Linked DNA regions of Sus scrofa: all the other regions are linked to region 1. Evidence: chromatin contacts called from public Hi-C data. All regions are on one chromosome and are shown on one strand. Each heading gives the region's core, a stretch centred on a gene start, on an enhancer-like site or on the middle of the called end of the contact. The rest is flanking DNA. Distances are from core to core; before and after follow the strand shown.

The links. Hi-C and Micro-C count contacts between places; a contact is called where the count stands out from the background.
Region 2: a contact with region 1 is called in a Hi-C map of retroperitoneal adipose tissue, with 1.9 times the contacts expected there. The contact joins the enhancer-like site here to the promoter of CAV2 in region 1. A contact is called at or near these places in 6 of 47 Hi-C or Micro-C datasets (omental adipose tissue, psoas muscle, retroperitoneal adipose tissue and 2 more) and 1 of 2 datasets of contacts at active chromatin or transcription factors (skeletal muscle).
Region 3: a contact with region 1 is called in a Hi-C map of subcutaneous adipose tissue, with 1.5 times the contacts expected there. The contact joins the enhancer-like site here to the promoter of CAV2 in region 1. A contact is called at or near these places in 4 of 47 Hi-C or Micro-C datasets (embryonic fibroblasts, liver, skeletal muscle and 1 more) and 1 of 2 datasets of contacts at active chromatin or transcription factors (skeletal muscle).

The regions. Positions count from the first base shown.
Region 1 is chr18:29,705,994-29,708,586 of Sscrofa11.1, forward strand. It overlaps CAV2 (caveolin 2), which reads right to left and starts at 1,284. Exons shown (of 3, transcript NM_001123091.1): 1 at 659-1,284; 2 at 144-331. The coding sequence starts at 808.
Region 2 is chr18:29,804,479-29,807,071 of Sscrofa11.1, forward strand. No RefSeq gene overlaps it. Among named protein-coding and RNA genes, the nearest start is that of CAV2, 98 kb to the left of the region's middle. Within about 2 kb of position 1,318, at least 29 of the 83 cell types and tissues checked have an H3K27ac peak or open chromatin away from gene starts, as enhancers often do. A contact at or near this core is called in omental adipose tissue, retroperitoneal adipose tissue, skeletal muscle and 1 more, where this site is marked.
Region 3 is chr18:29,780,128-29,782,720 of Sscrofa11.1, forward strand. No RefSeq gene overlaps it. Among named protein-coding and RNA genes, the nearest start is that of CAV2, 74 kb to the left of the region's middle. Within about 2 kb of position 1,279, at least 4 of the 83 cell types and tissues checked have an H3K27ac peak or open chromatin away from gene starts, as enhancers often do. A contact at or near this core is called in subcutaneous adipose tissue, where this site is marked.

The DNA.
Region 1 (2,593 bases), core at 34-2,533:
AGCGCATTGCCTTTCAAGGCCTTCCAATTCCTGCGACTACATTAGGAGATGATGCCTTTTGCCTGCAAGCAGGCCTGGGGCAGGTGGCAAAGAAGATTCCTACATTTCAGAAACCCCTTCCACCCCAGTGTGACTCTTCTCACCAGATGTGCAGACAGCTGAGTGTGGCAAAGAGAATTCCCGCAGCGAAGGCCAAGGGGATAGCCAGGAACACCGTTAGGAACTTGTAGATCACGTATTTGCTGATTTCAAAGAGGGCATGGCTGCATATCCACACTTTGTCAAAGGAGTGTGTAGACACCGGTTCTGCTATCACATCCTCGAATCCCACCTATGGAGACAAGACTCAGGGATCCTGAACTGTTACCCATCCTGCTGCCCCAGGAACCAGGAGAGCTCAGAGTGTGAGAAGAAAGAAAGAACGACTTGGCTGGGGTGCCCCACCTCTTCTAGGGTAATAGTGGGCGCACAGGAATTTGGCTAAAAATTCCTGGCTACGCAGGCGGCCCTGGAGCTGGTGGATCCGGGTCCTGGACCCTGGAGGGCTGACTCAGTGGGAGTTGGGGTTGGGGCAGGGTAGAAGGGGACCCCCACTTCCAGGCCATGTCGGGACTTGAGCCAATCTCAGGACCACGGTAGGGCCCACCCCGGGCTTCACCTTGAGATTCGAGTTCAGCCGGTGGGGATCTCGGTCGGTGCCCGGGTCCACGAACTTCTTGGGGTCGGCGTAATCGACGCCGCTGTGGCGGCTGTAGGAGTCGTCGTCCATGAAGAGCTGGACATCCGCCTTCTCAGTCTCCAGCCCCATCGCGGCGCTGGGTGCGCGGCGGCTGGTGCGGAGAGGCTCCCGGCCCGCGCGGCTTCCCCTTCCCGACGCGCCCGGCCCCGCCCCGCCTCGCCTAGCCCGGCGCGGCCGGGGCGGCGGCCGCTTCCCGCTGCCGGCCCCTGCTCCTGAGGCTGGCGCGACACGAGTCCCGCCCCGCGGCCGGGCCAAGGGGCGGGGGCCGAACACAGCCGGCTAGGTGGCTCCAGCCTCGCGCGCCCTCCCCGGGCCCTCCCCGGCCCTGTCCCAGTCCCGCCTCGGGCCCGGAGAGGGATGAGGGAGGATGTCCCAACCAGATTCCCGGCCCTGCACAGGTGGGTGAAGTGTGTCTAAGGGAAGAGGACACACGTTCTGCGTACAGAGAGGCCGATAGGCTTCCTGAGTCACGCTACACGACACCTAGAACTGGATGCCTAAGAGCGGGCAGTTTGATGCAGGGATGATGGACATACTGTAGAAAAGCAGCACGGTGATTAAGAGCATGGCATATACAGCACGACGATCTGTCTTCACTTGCAGGCTCTACTTTTTCCTTTTGTGCTCTAGAACAAGGTACTGAACCTCTCGGAACAGGTAACCCCTTATAAAAATGGGAGCAGTGGTGCCTGCTTCATATAGCTGTTGCGTGAAAATTAAATGTTTATCCAAGTAAAACTCTTACGTGGTCTCTACACACAGTATACTTCCAAATAACACTGTTACTGCTGCACTGTTACTGCTGTGAGATAAGGAACCATATAACACACCTGATAGCCAGGCGACCCTGCAAGCACATCAGCTATTCAGCTATCCCAGTGCCCAAAGAGTATGAGTCCACTGGAGGCACCATGTGGATATGGAATTGGGTATGTGAATATCCTGCCCCTAGGGTTTGCACCTTCAGATCATGAGGGGAGGTCTTATTTTTTTTTTTTCTCTTTCTAAATTATAACTTACTTTTTCCTTTAAATCAGATCCTGTTGAAAGATTTCAGGTATCTCTAAGATGCAGTCAGATCTTCAGCTTTCTTGTAGGAACTATGTAGACAACCCCCTATCATAAAACCCACTGCAGTAGATGAGCCAACTTGTGGACTGTTCACACAAAAACTTTCAGCAGGGAGGAGCTTGCGTGTTCATAAATGGTTTAAGGTCTGGTGGACTTATACATGGGGGAGGAAAAGGACTTAGTGAAAATTTGCTAAAAGCAAAATAATGGGTCTTAGACCTGAGAGGGTGCAGCTTGCTCAGAGCCTATGATGTAGTAGGCATCCAGTAGGTATTGCTGAATACAATGCATTTGAAACTCACTGCACATATCAAACCCTCTTGTGTGAACTGGATTTGAAGGATTATTTCTGAAAGAAAAAGACTATTTTGGAAACAACAAAAATGCAAAAAAAAAAAAAAAAAGCAGGACTTGAATTGGCAAAATATTTTGGAGCCAAAAATCAATATTCTAAAACTTAAAAGTTTACCTACTGTTACTGCTGCTTATGGATCTCAGTGTTGTAACACTGTAGGGCTTTATATGGTTATCTCTCATGCTTACTGTGTCCCATTTCTCCCAGAGCTGGTTCTGCTTGCCCATTTCCTTATTTCTTAGTTTTCTTTCTCAATTTTATTTGTCTTCAGTTAAATCCAAAGCAATAGCTTAGACATTCTGCTTACTGCTTTTTCTATATTTCTCCACCTCCCCCATTTACAAAGCAGGCTTGACTTTGAGAGCTTGGATTTTTCTAGTTGTTGGCCACAAGTGTTTATCAAAGAGAATAGAAGACACTAATCCTTC
Region 2 (2,593 bases), core at 68-2,567, 99 kb after region 1:
ATCCCCCTTGTTAAATAATATAGCTCCTGGATAGGATGTATTACAAAGAAAATGTTCTGTGCAACTTCTTTAAAGAAGTCTTTCAAATGGATTTTTTTTTTTTTTTTTTTAGGATGCCACCACCCACTACTTACAAAGAAAGTCTTTAGGGGAAGCAGCAGACCCCTCAGGCCATTTCTAGCAAAGAGATGTACATTTAGTACCAATAACACAAAAACACTCTTGTAACTATGCCCAAACTAATTTTGTGCCCAATGTATTTTTGTCTTCAAACTACAATCAGATTGCTGTTTCTCTTCTGTTTGTTTTACCACTTCCCTTCTAAATATTTTGCATCATCCCGGAGATTTTCCCAAATGTGATCTACTCATTTGGAGGGCCACATTCCTTTGACTTGTGGCATTAGGTTTTGTCGCCATGGCAAGGGTTGTTTATCATAAGGGACTACTTTAGAGGATGGGCACTTCTCACAAAAATTTCAATCTCTTTTCTTCCTCTTCTCCCACATGCTCAGATATTCTGAGACAGCAGCCCAGATATGGCTTTCTCTAATCATAAACTACATTCCTAGAGTGTGAACTTTTCTTTGCTCTGCTTTCAAGATAGGGAAATTTTTGGCTCTGTTTATTTCTTTCAAACTGGGCAGTGCCCTCTTGTCAAGTGTTATGACTAATCCACTTGTCAGGGGTGGAATCTCCTAATAGTTCTCTCCAGGTAAATCCTATCACTCAAGCTTGTGGGGAAAAAAAAAAAAAAAATGCCGCAGAGGCCAAAGAGTAACCTCATAGTGGTCACAACCAATGCAATGGACAGAGGCCTCTGTTGACCATGGGGATTTTTTTCCAAGAGAAGGAAAGTTTAGTCAGAGCCTGACAGTTCTTGCACTCTCACATTCCTACAGAGGAACCAGCTTGGGGAGTGATAAGAACCCTGGGTTGACACCCTGATTATGCCTACCTTTTTATTTGTTAAATGTGGAAATTGACTTCATCCAATTAATAAGAGCAGGAAACAGTTTTTGTTTTCTTTTTGTAGGAAAACATGAAGTAACAGTTTTATCTTAATTTGTCAGGCATTGCCCAAGAGACTACAGCCATTTGGGCTGGTGGCCAAAAAATCATTCTAAGTCCCAAGTATTAACACCAGATATAGAAAGAATGCTAATTGGTTTTCCAGCTGAAACATAATAAGGTACTTGGTGCCAAAAATGCTGTATGGCATGGAAACCCCAAGTTTACACAATAGGGCATGATTGCAATCTGGGGGCTCCATTTGTGCTCATATGCAGAGCTAAACAAAAGGAGGTGTTTCACTCCTCTGCCTTTGTAGAATAGAAAGCCTCTGCTCCAGATCTCACTCAGCCTGGTGTTGCACCAGGCTTCCCACAGTCTTCCTGCCAAATCTCCAAGTTTTTTCCTGGCTGCCATTCAGGAAAGTACAGCTCTGTCCGTATGATGGAAAGTTAAAAAGGCCTTGCTTGGATACGCTGAAATACATACAAACACTGCTTGACGTATGGAGTAGGCTGGCTTTGCACAGGCTTCTCCTGCCTGCATTCTAAGGGAAAAGAATTCAAGACTTTTAAAAGTCATTTGAGTTAAGCAATGGAGATATTAGCTGGAAGAAAAAAAAAAGTATTTTTTAAAGCAAATTTAGTGTTCCCCTTAATCCCAACCATCTTACTTTCATTAGTAAAATATGAACTAATTTCAAGAGTCCATCCAGCCTGGGCTGTTTTTTTTTTTTTTTTGTCTTTTGTCTTTTTTGGGCCGCACCCATGGCATATAGAGGTTCCCAGGCTAAGGGTCAAATTTGAGCTGTAGCTGCTGGCGTATGCCACAGGCGCAGCAACATCAGATCTGAGCTTTGTCTGCGACCTACGCTACAGCTCACAGCAACCCCAGATCCTTAACCTACTGAGCAAGGCCAAGGATCCAACCCACGTCTCAAGGCTACTAGTCGGGTTTGTTAATCACTGAGCCACGATGGGAACTCCAGCTTGGGCCATCTTTAACTTAAGGACATATTTAGTATGTATAGAATATGCTGAATGTAGATGTTCGAGTGAGAAGATCGCTGGAAATGAGTTGGCAAGAGTTGCTCTTATGGCCATTGGTATAGCTTAAACTGGGGCGGTACTCTGAAGCATATTGGCTTATTGCCAGCCTTGCCTGTGGCTTCACACCTTGATTCCGGGCCTACGTCATTGATGGAAAAGTCTTGAAACAATCTCTTAATACCTAGAACCCTAGTCTCATTATTTCTGATTGAAGGTAAATACCACTGCCAAATTCATAGCATTTAACTAATATTATCCAAAATGCTTTTCAACTATAGTTAATAATAAAGTTTATTAACTATTGTTAATAGTTAATTAACTATTAATCAATAATGATTAATAGATTATTCATTAATAATGATTATAGACTATGACCCTTATGCTAGTCATGTATATAATGATGTAACTAATTTAAAAATATTTTAAATAAAAGAATTACTTTGATAACAGAGGTAAAACATAGTCTCAAAATAACTGACTTCTGCCAAAGTATACAGAGAATAAAACAGGCCATAAGCTTTCATTGATGTGTAG
Region 3 (2,593 bases), core at 29-2,528, 74 kb after region 1:
AATAGTGCTTCATTGAACACTGGGGTGCATGTATCTTTTTGAATTATGGTTTTCTCTGGATAGATGCCCAGGAGTGAGATTGCTGGATCATATGTTAGTCCTATATTTAGTTTTTTAAGGAATCTTCATACTGTTCTCCATAGTGGTTGCACCAATAACCAACAGTGTAGGAGGGTTCCTTTTCTCCACACCCTATCTTCATATTAATTTTTATCTTAAAAAATGCAAGTTAATTTCTACTTTGCAAATTACTGTGAGGATTAAATGATAGGATTGTTTAGTTTGTTTATTGATTAATTTAACAAATAAATATGCTTTGTACATAACTCTGTATTAGACACGATTCAAAGTTCTGTTCATGTGTTTATGACTGAAATAAAGCCACAGTGCTTGTGGATCTTGAAATGTGGTAGAAGAGACATAGAATAAAATAAAAAGTCAGGAGAATGACTGAGGAGAGGAGGGAAACAAGAGGAAGACTATACCCAGCATCAGTGCACAGTTCCTGACATTGTGTGCTCACCAAACAGATTTAAATTCCTGTTTCTAAAAAAAGAATTCCAGTTTATGAAGTTTGCCAAATATGATGAAGAGGTAATGTTTGATTTTTAAAGTTGAGGAAGATTTCAGCAGAAAGGAGTGGCAGGGAAAAGTACTGAAGCTGAGAGATGAGAATGTACATAGGCACAAAGATCCTAATGTGTGTGTGTTATTTCTAAGAAAGGGCATTATTTCTCTGCGAAATAATGTGACCCCACTTCACACCATGTCTGGGTTCCAAATTTGAGTCAGGAGCATTACCCTCACAGGGATTTGGCCTGAAGTGGGAAGCCTTCTCTCCTTCAGGGATTCAGCCAATTGCCTCTGCTGCTTTTTATACTTCAGCCAGCTCTGAGAGTTTGGGCCAACTTTTTGACCCAGGAAAGTAGACCACCAGGCGAGCTCCTGGTAATCAAGTTTTATCTCTATTCCCTCTGTAACTTTCCTTCTTTTTCTTTCTTTTAAAATTTGGCTGTTGTTTCCAGTAGAATGAATCCCTTCTTGATTGTCAGAGATATTTGCCTACCTTGTTTTAATAATCTTAATTTGCTAGGTTCGAATTTCCAAGACAAATTCAGCTTGAGGGAAGAAAAGGGAGAGGTGGAATGGTGTGGGGTGCTGGAGGGAAGAGAGGGCGGGAGAGGGCAGGGATGTCTTTGGTTCACCACAGGATGTTCAGACTCTCTCACCAAAGGAAATGCAAACAAACAGCCAAGGCCTGTGTCGTGGGCTTAAGCCCACGGCTGTTTCTGAAGGGCAGGGGATTCCTAAATCCTGATGGGTGTGGCCTGCATGAATATGTGCAGGAACAGCCCAAACCTTAATTTTCAGTTCTTTGGAATTTTAAATTTTTGAAATAGGCTTTTTCTTTTTTTCCCTTGAGGATAAAGGATTCCTATCCTTCCTCATCTCTGATCAAATTTCACCACTTGAGCTTTTTTTTTTTTTCCTCAAGAGCAAGAAGCTGCTTTCCAGCTTTCTGAGCTGTTGAAGGTTCTGTCTTCCTTTTCACCCTTAATTTTTTGAAAGAGTTAATTATCTGTTCATGTTTCCTACACTATCTGACCATTTACTCATTTGCAGTCTGGTTCTTCCAGCAGTCTAGTTTCTGTTCTCATAAGTCTACTGAAATTGTTACCTCTTTATCAAAACCTATTTGCCAATTTTGATAACCTGCATCATCTGAATCCTGGTCACCTCTAGGTTTATTATGTTCTTTTGTGTTTTTTTTTTTTTTTAATCTACACATATATTTAGTAAATTTATTTGTTTTCTTCTCTCTTCATTGTCAAATATATGCATTTTTTGAGACTTTTCTAATTTTTTTTTTTGAGATCTTTTTTCTCCTTTGGCATTTTTGTTTTTTTCCTGTTTCACTAGCTCTAATGTTTCTCTCAAACTCTAGGTCCAAATCTCTAATTACCTAATATACATTTTCATTCATATTCTCGCATCAACTTCTCAGTTTAGCACATCAAAGATGTGGCTCATTTTCTTCCTCTATGCCTCCAATCAGGTGTCTAAACAAAAGCTTCATAATAAAATGCATTTCTTTCAAGCAATGTAGATGAAAAATAATACATGAAAGCAAGATATTCAGTTTTTCATTTGCTGGTGTTCTTCATTTTAAGTTTTATCCTGGTAATGTTTTTAAGGGAGTTTGGTACACATTTTTAAGAATAATTTTCAAAATGGGATCCATCACACTTTTCTAAACATAAGAATTCAAGCACATGAAATCCATTTCAAGAAGTTCCTTTAGAGGAGATACCCCATTTTAATACATTTATCATTCTATTATGAAGCCACACCACATCCCTTTACATGTGAAGTTTTTAAGTTCCTATCTGTCTTAGATTGAAAATTACTTTATACTTTTTATAAGTTCTCTTGTGAATGTCATAATTCTCTACACAGCATGGGGAAGACTATGGTCGTATAACTATTAAAAAAAATCTCCAATTAGTCTTCCCACTTACCAACACCTGATACTTTATTGCACAAACACCAGGTTTAGAAATTGTTTTTCTTCCTGAGTCTCCAACTGCTGCCC